Linked DNA regions of Hordeum vulgare: region 2 is linked to region 1. The links are chromatin contacts, called in public Hi-C maps. All regions are on one chromosome and are shown on one strand. Each heading gives the region's core, a stretch centred on a gene start, on an enhancer-like site or on the middle of the called end of the contact. The rest is flanking DNA. Distances are from core to core; before and after follow the strand shown. Region 1 has its middle 490 kb from the start of LOC123410003. Region 2 holds the start of LOC123410003 (protein TOPLESS-RELATED PROTEIN 2).

What was found. Hi-C and Micro-C count contacts between places; a contact is called where the count stands out from the background.
Region 2: a contact with region 1 is called in a Hi-C map of leaf, with 2.4 times the contacts expected there. The contact joins the promoter of LOC123410003 here to the enhancer-like site in region 1. A contact is called at or near these places in 2 of 6 Hi-C or Micro-C datasets (leaf and seedling).

Annotation. Positions count from the first base shown.
Region 1 is chr7H:334,337,758-334,344,360 of MorexV3_pseudomolecules_assembly, reverse strand. No RefSeq gene overlaps it. Among protein-coding and RNA genes, the nearest start is that of LOC123410003, 490 kb to the left of the region's middle. Within about 2 kb of position 2,825, at least 3 of the 3 cell types and tissues checked have open chromatin away from gene starts, as enhancers often do. A contact at or near this core is called in leaf and seedling, where this site is marked.
Region 2 is chr7H:334,826,472-334,833,074 of MorexV3_pseudomolecules_assembly, reverse strand. LOC123410003 (protein TOPLESS-RELATED PROTEIN 2) reads right to left here and starts at 2,327. Exons shown (of 25, transcript XM_045102872.1): 1 at 1,703-2,327; 2 at 1,421-1,600; 3 at 1,218-1,331; 4 at 960-1,118. The coding sequence starts at 1,782.

The sequences.
Region 1 (6,603 bases), core at 1,576-4,075:
CCTAGTCGTTAACTTTAGTAGCACTCCTTACAAGGAAATGCCCCTTTGTGATCCAACGAGCCTTGGTAGTCCGCTACTGCTCCGGACACATTGGTTGACCGGCATGTGTCCTTCTTAGCTGCTGTGTCTGTCCTCTTTGGGGAAATGTCACGCGACGTAATGGAGTCCTTGTAGCTTGCTACGACTCGTCTACGTTCGCTGATGACCGACACCTGCTTCGTTGGGTCATGTATGCCTGTTCTTGTGCGGAACTGCCACTTGGGTTTATGACTAGACATGTCGATCCGGGTTCTTTGACATTGGATTGCTAGCGACACCTATCGCATACGTGAGTCAAAAGACGCAAACGGTCCCGGCTAAGGTAAGGCTGCAGCCGTGGAGTTAACCGTGCGTGAGACCACAAAGAGATGCGATGTGTTACAGGCTGGATTCCTATGGCTTAGGATCGGGGTCCTGACATAAATCATTGCCTCTGAGCTCTTTTAATACTCAAATATTCCAGAAATCCTAGAAGAGCCGACAAATTTTTTTTTATCCGCCGCAAGTTCCACAAGCCACGAGATCCAATCTAGAGCCCGTTCTGGAGGGAAACACGGTCACGGAGAGTTTCATCATCCTCATTGGTTCCACTCCCATGACAGGTGAGTAGTTCATATCAGATCTATGGGTACGTCGGAAGTAGTTAGATGGCTTTCTCTCTCGTTTTGCTTCTCAATACAATGGTCTCTTAGAGACCTATTTGTTGTAACTCTTCCTTTTGCAGTTTGTTTGTTGGGATCCGATGAACTGTGATTTTATGTTTAGATCTATTAAGATATATCTATCTATGATTATTATAACCAGGTATTTCTTCTCCTACATTTGGGTTTTGTTTGTCCAACTTAATCTTTTTATCTTACAATGGGAAGACGTGCTTTGTGATGGGTTCGATCTTGCACTGCTCAATCTCAGTGAAAGAAACAGACATGACACGCATGCATCATTGCTATTAAGGATAGAACGATGGGGTCTAGTCCTACTTGAATAGATCTTTTCTACATCATGTCATCGTTCTTAAAGCATTACTCCAATTATCCATGAACTTAATACACTGGATGCATGCTGGATAGCGGTGGGTGCGTGGACTAATAGTAGTAGATGCAGGAAGGAGTCGGTCTAGTTGTCTTGGACGTGATGCCTATATACATGATCATTGTCTTGAATAACGTCATAATTATTCGCTCTTCTATCAATTCCCCAACAATAATTTGTCTATCCATCATTTTCTATTTTCTCAAGAGAAGCCACTAGTGAAACCTACGACCCCCTGGTTTATTCTACATCATATATTTGGAAGATCTATTTTGCTATTCGTGTTTGTAGTTTATTTTGTCTTTTACTTTCAGATCTATATTATCAAAAAACCAAAAATACCTTGTTGTGTTTTATTTACCATTACTTTATTTGCATCTATCAATATATCATTTTACCGTTTTATTTCAACCACGAGCATTTGACAACCTCTACATGCATTGGGTTGCGAGGATTTGTTATTTGTGTACACGTGCTGCTTACATAGTCTTGTGGATATTCCTACTCGATTGATACCTTGGTTTCATAATCGAGGAAAGTACTTGCCGTCGTTGAGCTACATCACTCTTTAAGCTTGGAAGGAAATCAATACAATCAACGAGGAGTCAGGGGTCCAACTAGAAGTGACACCAGAGCCCCTGAGTGGGTTATAGGGTCCATTGTCATAGGCTTAACAAATCACAAATCAGAAAAAGGGATGAATAAACGGGTGAAAGGGAATTCGAACCCAAGACCTCCCGATCGGGTGGGCTTTGTCGGACCAGATGGGCAAGGGCGTGACTCTTGGTAACAGAGGGGATCGACCCTTTTTACCAAACCACGCGCTCGGCCTTCTTCTTCCCTATGGCAGGGAGAACGACAGTGTCGCCGATGAGCATTCGGGCTACCACTGGAGCTGGCGACCAACATCGGGCCATCGGAACAAATGGCAGTCCCATTGCCGCCTTTGCCTGGCGGCGAGGTGGATCTAAGCTAGGGGTTCGAGATCGAGCTTCGGCTTCGCTTGGGTCATGGCGTTGTGCGGCGAGGTAAGGCAAGCTAGGCGAGCGTAGGTGAGGGCGCGCGCTAGTGCACAAGCCCTGGCGTGCGTGGGGTTGAGAGATCCGACGCGGAGGGCACGGGTGCATTGCCGACACTAACACAACACACACAAAACATGAGCTTGGTAGAGCATCGGTAGCACGGAAGTGGAACGAACATAGAGGCACCTACGAGGAACGCAGGACGATGTGAAGGAACACGGGATGGCTGCTGCTCACCTAGTGTCCACTAGACATGCAGGTGATGCTGGGGACGGGCTGGAGTTGATATATCTAACGACGGCGCGCGGTGAGCTCCCTGGATTGTGAAGTAGAGGAAGATGGGCTCAGGGTCGAGCCTGATCTCTGCCTTGGAGCTCCTCGGGACATCGAGGAAGCAGAGGGTGCTACGAGGGCTCCTTCCCGCGGCACCAGAGGCTTCAAAACGCGGCGGAGAAGTCACCCCGAGCGCGAGCTTGCGCTCGGTTGGAGCATCGAGGGCGCGGCGACGATGAGAGCTTGGAGCGGCTTACATGGCGGCGGCGATGAGAGGATAGTGAAAGAACGGAATGCGGGAGGATGGGGGTAGGTCTAGGCATGTTTTATAGGGACTAGGGACGCCAGACGGCCGTTAATTCAGGGAGGTGGTCGACGTCTCTCTCTAGATGAGCTGTCGTATAGTGGGAGGGACAAGATGCGTGAGCCGGAGCTGGCTGGGCCGCTGGCTTCGTTGGGCTACTGCTGGTGCTAGCTGGCTGAGCCGTGCGGGGTTTGCTGCTGCGCGCTGGGGCGCTGGCCAAGAGGGGAGGAGAGGCCCACGAGCGCTGGCTCTCTCTCTCTCAGGAGAAAAGAAAAGGTTTTCTTTTATTAAAAACAGGAGATAGCAAAAAATGCCAGAGAAAAGAGACGGACGTCTAGGGATGAAAGAAAATATGTTTTGCACTCACAAAAATATGACCTTTTTCATTAAATTGGTTTGGGTAATTTTGTAGACAGAAATTTAAATGCCCCTTCGGACCATTTAAATCTGTTTTGCAAGGTTTAAAAAATAGCATAAAAATAGAACAAGCCTGAGAATTATTTCTAAAATACAACCAGAATGATGAAAGTCTTACCAACATTTTTAATAAGGTGTTGGACAAAGCAAAAGTTCACCATATAACAATAACTTGAATTAAAGACAGATGGGGTATTTCCAAAGATTTGTAGGGATGGTCTTCCACACAAGAAGTAACACATTTTTATGCAATGTACTCAATCACTACATCACACACTCAGTCAACATATCATGATGCAACAATAGGAATGAATGACATGATGCCATGATGCACAAATGAATGTCATGAAGCAAATTTATTAACTCAAACCTCATGAGGCATAACATGGAAGGTCCACGCATTGAATTACTACAAGTATTGCACTTGGGATGTTACACTATGCTCCGCCCTCTCATTCGTACATCTGTTACTATTGTCAGACTCATTCTCTCATAGTTGGCGCCCACCATGGGGCTGTCCGTCAAGAAAATTCCGACACAGGTGGAGATTCAACCTTTCCCGGTCATCATGATGACACTCAAAAGAGAGATCCTCTTTGGTTCCCTCGACTTCACCGCCGATGATTTGGCGTGGCTACAAGAAGCGCTACCCACCTCTGGCGCGACACATTTCAGGGTGGTGACATATGGAGTCCTTCTGAGGCAGTCGTCGGTTCCATACCATTCGGGTCCCCTCATCCCGTTGCAGTCCGTCGCAAGCGCTCCGGGTGCTCTTGGCTTCAGCGCTGGCCCAAGAACACTGTGGCTATTCAAGCCACGATGGGACAGGTGGCCATGCTTGACTCCAATGAGCCCACCCTCAGCTTGTTCCCCTCCTCGGCCGATGAGTCTTTCGGCGATACCTAGTGGAGGAGCACCGGAAACGCTACAGAAATACTAATGGACGACACAACCAGGGTGCCTCCTGTGTATCTGCGGGTAGCTCCCGCCGGTGAGATAAAGGCGGCCGCGACAACGTCAACACCGACGCCTACATTCCCCAACCCCTCATCTTGGGAGCATTGAAAGAGATTAGGTGAAGGAACAATCAAGTCCTTCTCACCCCCATCACCGGGACTACCCTAGAGGAGATAGCCTTGGAGCCCATGCGCCAAGCCACTTAGGCTGAGTGTGAGCGGCTCGACCCACTCCAGTAGTCACTCAACGATCACGCGACAATGGAGCATCCTAGCTCCAGCCGCAATCGCATGCGATTGTTTTTGAACGACCAACCACGTAACATCCCTATGATGCCTCAACCGTTGGAGAACTTGGTTGTAGCCACTCGTATTGCTAATTCTATTCGGCCGTCTGACTCTACGGCTGGGGAAGGCATTCGGCAGATCCAGACTCTGCTGAATACTGCCCTGCAGCAAAACTCCATGATGTCACAATCACACCATCACATACACAACAAGTCCGTTTGGGCAGACATAGTGCAGTCGGCTCATAGCCCACTGAAAGCACAACTTCTCCCTAGGTGGCTTTGGTCATTAATAACAACATATATGCCATTGGACTAATCATTTTGTCCAGTGTATTTCAGGAAAATTTCAATGATGAATTAGCTAAGGATTCTGACGAGATTCCCTAGATGCAAGGAACATCTATTGGAAACAAGCTTCAACACTCTATATTTTACTTTTTGTGAGAAATCACATTTGAGTCCATAGGAAAGCCAATACTATTCATGAAATACTCAACACATATTCTTTCCAAACCCCAAATATTCATGATGAGGTGTCTATGATGATCTAGTTTCTCAAGTGCTTAGAGATTAGCCACCAAAAATACTCGTGAAAATCTCACACAAATATTTTTTCCAAACCCCAAAGTCAATTTTGGTGCCACTAATATTTCGCACTACCAAGTTTTACCCTAGACAGATCCTATGCCAAACAATAACATCCAGGTACCACCAAGTTTGGTGTCAGTCTAACCAAAAAATAGCGACCAACTCTGTGGATAGCCGTTTGCTAAAATCAAAATCTCTAAGTTTTGCAAATCGGTGCTACCGGGTTTGGTAACTACCTAGGCTTGCCAAAATTGGACCCTCCGAGATTTATATATCAGTCTCAGCGAAAAGTGTAAAGTTGCCACATTTTGCACTAGTTGGTGCAACCGGGTTTTTACTTTGGTTTCACCGAGTTGGGCATTGATGTTGTAGTAGTTGGATTTTTTGAGATGCCTATATATATTACTCAACCTGCCTCTCATTCATAGAGGAATAATTCAGAATGAACCAACACTTGCCCCATCCATTTTCTGAGAGAGAGAGCCACCTACTCATGTGTTGAGATCAAGATATTTCGATCCTACTATATGGATCTTGATTTCTAGCCTCCCTAAGTTTCTCTCCACCCAATAAATTGCTTCCACCCAAGCCAAATCCATGAGAGAGTGATTGAGTGTTGAGGAGACTATATTTGAAAGCACGAGAGCAAGGACTTCATCATACTACCACATCTGTTAACTTTTGGAGATTGGTGCCTCCTAGATTGGTTATGTGTCCCTTGGGAGCCTCTGAATTTGTGTATAGTTGAACCAATAGGTTTGTAAGGGCAAGGAGATCGCCTACTTCATGAAGATCTACCCCGAGCGCAGCTAGTCCTTTGTGGACATAACCCATGATGGAATAGACAAGGTTGCTTCTCTATGGACCCTTCATGGGTTGAGACCTCCGTGGACTCTCGTGGTCGTTACCCTTTGTGGGTTGAAGTCTCCATCAACGTGGACGTACAATAGCACACCACCTATCGGAACCAAGCCAAAAATCACTATGTCAATCTTTGCGGTTGATCTTCCTATCCCTACCCTCTATTTACGTATGCATGTCTTTACTTTACACTATTATACTCTTAGACTTGCATGTGTAGGGTGTGCTTGACTTTCTACAATTGCTAAAACTTGCCCGCAACTAAAATTGTGAAAATGATAATTTTTTATTTGATCAAGTAGTGTAATCACCCCCTCTGGACATACTTTGGATCCTACAAGTAGTATCAGAGCTTTGGTCTCCATTTCATTGGTTTCACAGCCTAGGAGAGTATGGCGTCCTGTGAGGGAAATTACCACCGTAGAGATCCATATTTTGATGGTACAAACTTCACTAGTCCATATTTTGATGGTATAAACTCCACCATACCTACCTATATGCGGTATTACCCTGCCGTTCCACGTAAATTTGCATGTGCCACCTCTAATATTCAAACAAGCATCTATTTTGTGCACTCGCTCATGTAGCAAAGAGGCGGTCGGTATCTTCCATGCTAAGTGAGTTATTCTCAAGTAGGTTGTTTATTCCTCGTCATTGCACGAGAAAGGTGGGTAAAAAAGATGCCCAGTCCTGCATAATCATAATTAAATTAAACAAAACTCCTGGGGCAATTGACACGTTGGAGCGCACCCGTGAATTCGGCTAGCCATGGTATGTTTATGGATGGTGGATAGGAGTAAACTTTACAATTCTGTTTGGGA
Region 2 (6,603 bases), core at 1,078-3,577, 490 kb before region 1:
ATTCAGCGCAGGCTTCTAGAAGCCCCAGCGCATAGCGGGCGTAGCATGCTGATAATGTCAAGAGAGGTCGGGGTAGACCGAACTTGACATGGGAAGAGTCTGTAAAGAGAGATCTAAAGGATTGGAGCATCACCAAAGAACTAGCTATGGACAGGGGTGCGTGGAAGCTTGCTATCCATGTGCCAGAACCATGAGTTGGCCGCGAGATCTTATGGGTTTCACCTCTAGCCTACCCCAACTTGTTTGGGACTAAAGGCTTTGTTGTTGTTGTTTGTTGTTGTATGTTGTATCTGGAGTGGCATGAGATAAGAGGGTTTGGATGTTGATCCAAAGGCTTAGAAATGTGCATGCCATAAATATTCAGGCAACTTACGAATAGTCAAGCCCTAAAGTTCAAGCAATCAAATGTCCAAAGTAAGTATTGACAACATTTATGAAATGGACAGGACAACTCCCTCTTCACAAGTACAACCGGGATTTGGTAAAGCACTAGACAATGCTAAATCTGTTTCCCTTTTACACAGCCATCCTCTTAATTTCCGAACTAATTGGTTCGAGCATGACCATTGACAATCAAGAATCATAAATACCCCTCATACATCGTGAAAGTGCTAAACTTCGAGTTTGTTTCCGTATAAAGACTGCACACCTCTTTGTCTTTACTCATCCATCATTTTAAGGAAAGATGGAAACACAGCCAGAAGAGAACAGAAAAAGAAATGGGAACCCTCCCAGTATAGCAGCTTTGTGACAGCTCATTTCTAATCTTATAAGTACCATTAAGAAAAACATGGGATGGCCTGCTATGCTATATACAAATTTACACAGAATCTTACTCACGTCAAATTTTACTTGCTCAAGAAATAATAGTACAGATTGTTCAAACAGATCCCATCCCTCTGGAGAAAAAATAGTAACATGGAATTAAATGCATGCAATAAATAAAATTAATCAAACACCTTTGATTGATCAACGTGCGCAGTCTTGAGGCTTTAAATGGAGGGAAATTAAGCTTGTCTCGGAACAGAGGGTTTGCCTCGATAAGCTTCTTAAGCTCCATGAGCATGATATTCCGAGCTGACTTTGTATCCCCATATTTGGACAGCTGCTCATTTTGCCTGTTTGTGATTTAGACACAATTACATCCACATTAGCGCAATGCACATGCATTCTGTCTGCTATACGAAGATGCTCCAAACGAACCATTAGCACCGCACCTGAAATTATCCAGAGTCAGCAGCTGCGTTATCTCCTTGAACAGCTCCTCGTTGAAGGAGGCAAACACCTTCAAATCCTTGACGAGTATCTCCACTGCCTTGGCCCGATCATGCCTGCAAAAGGCAACCGAGTTGAGCGCCTGCAAATCGCTGTTGATCCTGAAGCAAATGAGCAGGAGAGGAGAGGCTTCAATACGAGTTACCTGTCGAGGGCTTCAAGGTACTTCTGCTTGCGGATCTCAAAGAATATCTTCATGGAGTAGCGGTTGTCCTCCACCTTGGTGAAGCCGCTGAGGTACCTCTCTACCTCGTCCCACTCCCCACCCTGGACCAGGTCCTCGAAGTGCTTCATGTTGAAGTAGAAGCCCGATTCCTGCTCCAACCTGCGCGACCAAAATGGGCGTGGGTTAAAAAAAAACATGCTTCAACAACTCAGATAGCTCCAAAACTTCCTCTTGATCAACCGGACGAGACGACACACTTACTTGTGCACCGTCTCCTTAAACTTTTCCTCATCGAGGAACTGCAGGATGAGAAAGACCAGCTCCCTGCTGAGAGACGACATGGCTCCCCCGATCCCGCCCTGCGTCTCCAGCGCTCACGACGAGGGAGGACTCCCGCCTTCGCGGCAGATCCCCTCCCAAATCTCCGTAGAAAGCAGCGCAGAGGGCCCCAACCGACCCCCCCCACACACACACACACACACACCGGCGAAGAAAACGCACCGAACACCCAACGAGCAGAGCCCTAGCAGGACGAAAACCCCGGAGGCGAAACGGACGGCGGGAGCGAGCTCACAGCCGACGCGGACCCATCTCGGCGGGATCTCCCACGATTCCGGCGGATCTGCAGCTACTGGCGCCGAGCGGTGAAATCCGGCGGCGCACGCTCCCTCGGCTGCGCAGCTCGTAGGTTAGGGTTTGGCCGCCGCCGTCGTCTGCTGCTGCTTCCTTCTTCTCCCCTTGCCTTGGCTCTAGCCGACGGACGGGTTTGCCTTTTCTTATCTCTCTCTCCGCTTCGCTTTCTCTCTCCAAAACCAGTCTCTCTTTGGGAGTATTTATTTTCCTGGTCTGCTTTTGGTTTTTTGGTGCCGCATTTTATAACCACTCCGCCCCTTCTCCCTCTTTATATAGCCAACCAGACAGCCCCACCCGATTTACATGAGAGCCCGCGACCACGCTGCTCTATTACTTGGCAGCCACTGACGAGGACGAGCGACAGGGGCAAACTGGGTACTTAACTCCTATCCTGAGGCCCACGGCCACAGGTAGGGGGTAAACTTCCGTTAACCATTTCTCGCTCGCTGCCACCTCATCCTTCCTCGTACTCATTCATTTCTTCCTCTCACGCATCCGCGGTTTCGAAATTTGAACGGGGCCAGCCACGCAGCCTTGAGGTAGCCGCACCCGGTACAGGATGCCCATCTTTTCAGGCCTTACACTTACTCCTCTAAAAAAAATGTTTCAAGCTTAATACAATTTTATATTAAAGTTACTATAAAATCGAGACATTTATTTTGAAATGAAGGAAGTACAATTATACTGTACTTTAAAAAAATTGCGGACAATTCAGAGAGTTTTATTCTTAAAACGCATTTCTTGGACAATCAGTCAATAAGCTGGCCGCTAGGAAGTTACGAGTATCATCAAACCAACACTCCGTCGCATTTAAAGTGCAAGCACGCTTAGCGCGGGGATGAGTAGGAATGTTTGTTATCCTCGTTACATGTTAAATCTCAAACAGGATAAAATCCCTAACTAGCTCTTCAATTTCATCTAAGATAGGCGCCACAATCGAACGAGTATGGTGGCGAGTGTTCCAGAGTGTAACAACCTCCACACAATCAGTTTCCATGATCACATGTGTGAAGCCTCTCAGCTTGTCAAACTTGAGACCTTCAAGGACTGCAAGAGTCTCCATGATGAAAGGATCCAGGAACAAAGCCTTAGTATCATTGTTCAACATCTCCGTCGCGCTCCGCACGGACGCGACGTCCACCCCATGGTGTCTGGCTCGCGGAGCCCACCGTCCGTCTCATCTCCGTTCCATGGTGAGCGGTTGTCTCGGCTCGGCCTGTCCGGCTCACTTGGGTCTGCCCGCTCCTCGTCGATCGCTGGTGTCAGGCAGGAGTTGGAGTTGTCGACGGCCGATGGCCCGTGGAGGGGGAAGGGCCAGTCTCGCAAAGCTATGTGGCGTGGCCGGAAGGCGTTGCACCGCGAGCAGGAGGCTGGCCGTACGGCGTCGTCTTCCTCCTCTGGGCGGCGTCAGATCCCGTCGGGCCTGCATGGGCTCTGTTTCCGTTGTTTCGAGGAAGGTCATCGTCGCCAGGACTGCACCAATGATCCTCTCTGCATCTGATGCGGGCTCTCGGGGCATGTCTCCTCGCAGTCCACGAGGCCGCGCAGCCCGATCTCGATGGAGGAACTACGCAAGGCGGTCATCACCAAGGCTTCCAGGGATAGGTCGGCGCCTCGGCTGGACCGCGGCAAGGAACGGAGGTTGTTGGCGCCCAGGCAGAGTGCACTTTGTGCGCCGCCCTCGTCAGTTGCGCCCATCCCCCTTCCCGTGCCATCTTCCCTCCCGGTGGTGGCGGCCCCATCGGAGGTGTGCATTGTACAGAGGTCGGCAGGTTTGGATGATCTGGAGCGTCTCTACAGCTAGCGGTGGTTGCGTATGTGGGCGGTGCGAGGCCGCCGGTATCGTGCGAGGATGCGACGGTGACGCTTGCCGCTCAGCTAGGCATCCCTCGGCATCGACTCTCGGTTCACAAGTATTTCACGGAAGACTTTCTGGTCGTTTTTGCTTCGCATGAGTTTAGGAACAGAGCGTTGGCGAGCCAGGTGGTTGAGCATCAGGGGATTCAGCTCCATGATGACCCACAAGTATAGGGGGTCTATCGTAGTCCTTTCGATAAGTAAGAGTGTCGAACCCAACGAGAAGCAGAAGGATCTGACAAGTGGTTTTCAGCAAGGTAAAATCTGCAAGCACTGAAATTATCGATAACAAGTAGTTGTGTGGTGAGATGATTCGTAGCAAGCAACAAGTAACAAAAGTAGAAATGGTGCAGCAAAGTGGCCCAATCCCTTTTGTAGCAAGGGACAAGCCTGGACAAAGTCTTATAAGAGGAAAAACGCTCCCGAGGACACACGGGAATTTCTGTCATCCTAGTTTTCATCATGTTCATATGATTCGCGTTCGTTACTTTGATAGTTTGATATGTGGGTGGACCGGCGCTTGGGTACTGCCCTTACTTGGACAAGCATCCCACTTATGATTAACCCCTCTCGCAAGCATCCGCAACTACGAAAGAAGAATTAAGAAAAAGTCTAACCATAGCATTAAACTAGTGGATCCAAATCAGCCCCTTACGAAGCAACGCATAAACTAGGGTTTAAGCTTCTGTCACTCTAGCAACCCATCATCTACATACTACTTCCCAATGCCTTCCTCTAGGCCCAAATAATGATGAAGTGTTATGTAGTCAACGTTCACATAACACCACTAGAGGAAAAACAACATACAACACATCAAAATATCGAACGAATACCAAATTCACATGACTACTATTAGCATGACTTATCCCATGTCCTCAGGAACAAAAGTAAAGCATAATCATATTCATGACCAGAGAGGTAATGAGTAGCTTCAAGGATCTGAACATAAACTCTTCCACCAAGTAATCCAACTAGCATCAACTACAAAGAGTAATTAACACTACTAGCAACCTTACAAGTACCAAGAGATGAACTAGGGTTTGGAGATGAGATGGTGCTGATGAAGATGTTGATGGTGATGAGTCCCCTCCGATGAGAGGAGTGTTGGTGATGACGGTGGCGACGATTTCCCCCTCCAGGAGGGAAGTTTCCCCGGCAGGATCGTCATGCCGGAGCTCTAGATTGGTTCTGCTCAAGTTCCGCCTCGTGGCGGCGGCGAATCCTCGAAAAAGCCTCCTCCTGATTTTTTCGGAACGAAACCCTTCATATAGCAAAAGAGGGGGCCAGTGGGCCAGCAGGGAGCCACAAGCCCCCTAGGCGCGGCCAGGGGGGTGGCCGCGCCTACCAGGCTTGTGGCCCACTGGTTGCGCTCCTCTGTCACTTCTTCGGCCCAGTATTTTTTATATAGTCCCAAAAAATCCACGTTGATTTTCACGGCTTTTGGAGTTGCGCAGAATAGGCATCTCAAACTTGCTCCTTTTTCAGGCCAGAATTCCAGCTGCCGGTATTCTCCCTCTTCATGTAAACCTTGCAAAATAAGAGAGAAAAGGCATAAGTATTGTACCATGAAGTGAAATAACAGCCCAAGAAGTGATAAATATCAACATAAAAGCATGATGCAAAATTGACGTATCAACTCCCCCAAGCTTAGACCTCGCTTGTCCTCAAGCGAAAACCGAGCTCAATAAATATGCCCACCTGTTTAGGGAGAGAGGTGTCGACAAAACAAGATACGAACATGCATGCATCATGATCATGATCAGAACAGCAATACCAACATATAATATCTCATGCTAAAGTGACAATTCCTTCACAAAGTAAAGCATGGATCAAGAACCTTACCGAGGAGTAACAACTGATAGCCTTTCGTCAATGAAGCAATTGCAATTTATCACAACATCAGAAAGAGTCAAATAAGAGCTTGTAAAGCAAATCCACATACTCAATCATCTTTTCATTCTCTACAATTGCTACAACTCACGTGGTACTCATGAGATCAAAGTTTCAGCTGAACACAGAGAAAGATAGGGGCTTATAGTTTTGCCTCCCAACCATTTACCTCAAGGGTAATGTCAACAATGATAATTCATGAATGCTTACCTCCAAGTTGACATATGAATATAGATCTTTCCCTAGCATATGACGTTAGCCAAGATAAAGGCGAAACAAGGAATTGGTGAAGATCACCATGACTCTTTCAAGGTCAAAAAGTAAAGGTACGAGGTAGGCCCTTCGCACGGGGAAGCAGAGGTTGTCATGCGCTTTTGAGGTTTGGATGCGTGTCCTCTTAGTGCGGAGGAACGTCACTTTATATTTCCTCCTGTGATAAAGAACTTTATTATGCAGTCTGTCGCTTTTATGTCTTCCTCATCAGAGGTTCGTACAAAGCTTATTTTCCACACACTAATAGATCATACATGTTAGGGAGCAATTTTTATTGCTTGCACCGACGACAACTTACTTGAGTGATCTTATTCAATCCATAGGTAGGTATCGTGGACTCTCATGGCAAAACTGGGTTGAAGGTTTATGGATGCACAAGTAGTATCTCTACTTGGCGCGGGAGTTTTGGCTAATATGAGGTGGAAGCAATCGTCACATGCTAAGGGATCTCTAGTCATATAACATTGTTCAGAACCAAGCAAACACAATTCATTATGTTGTCTTCCTTG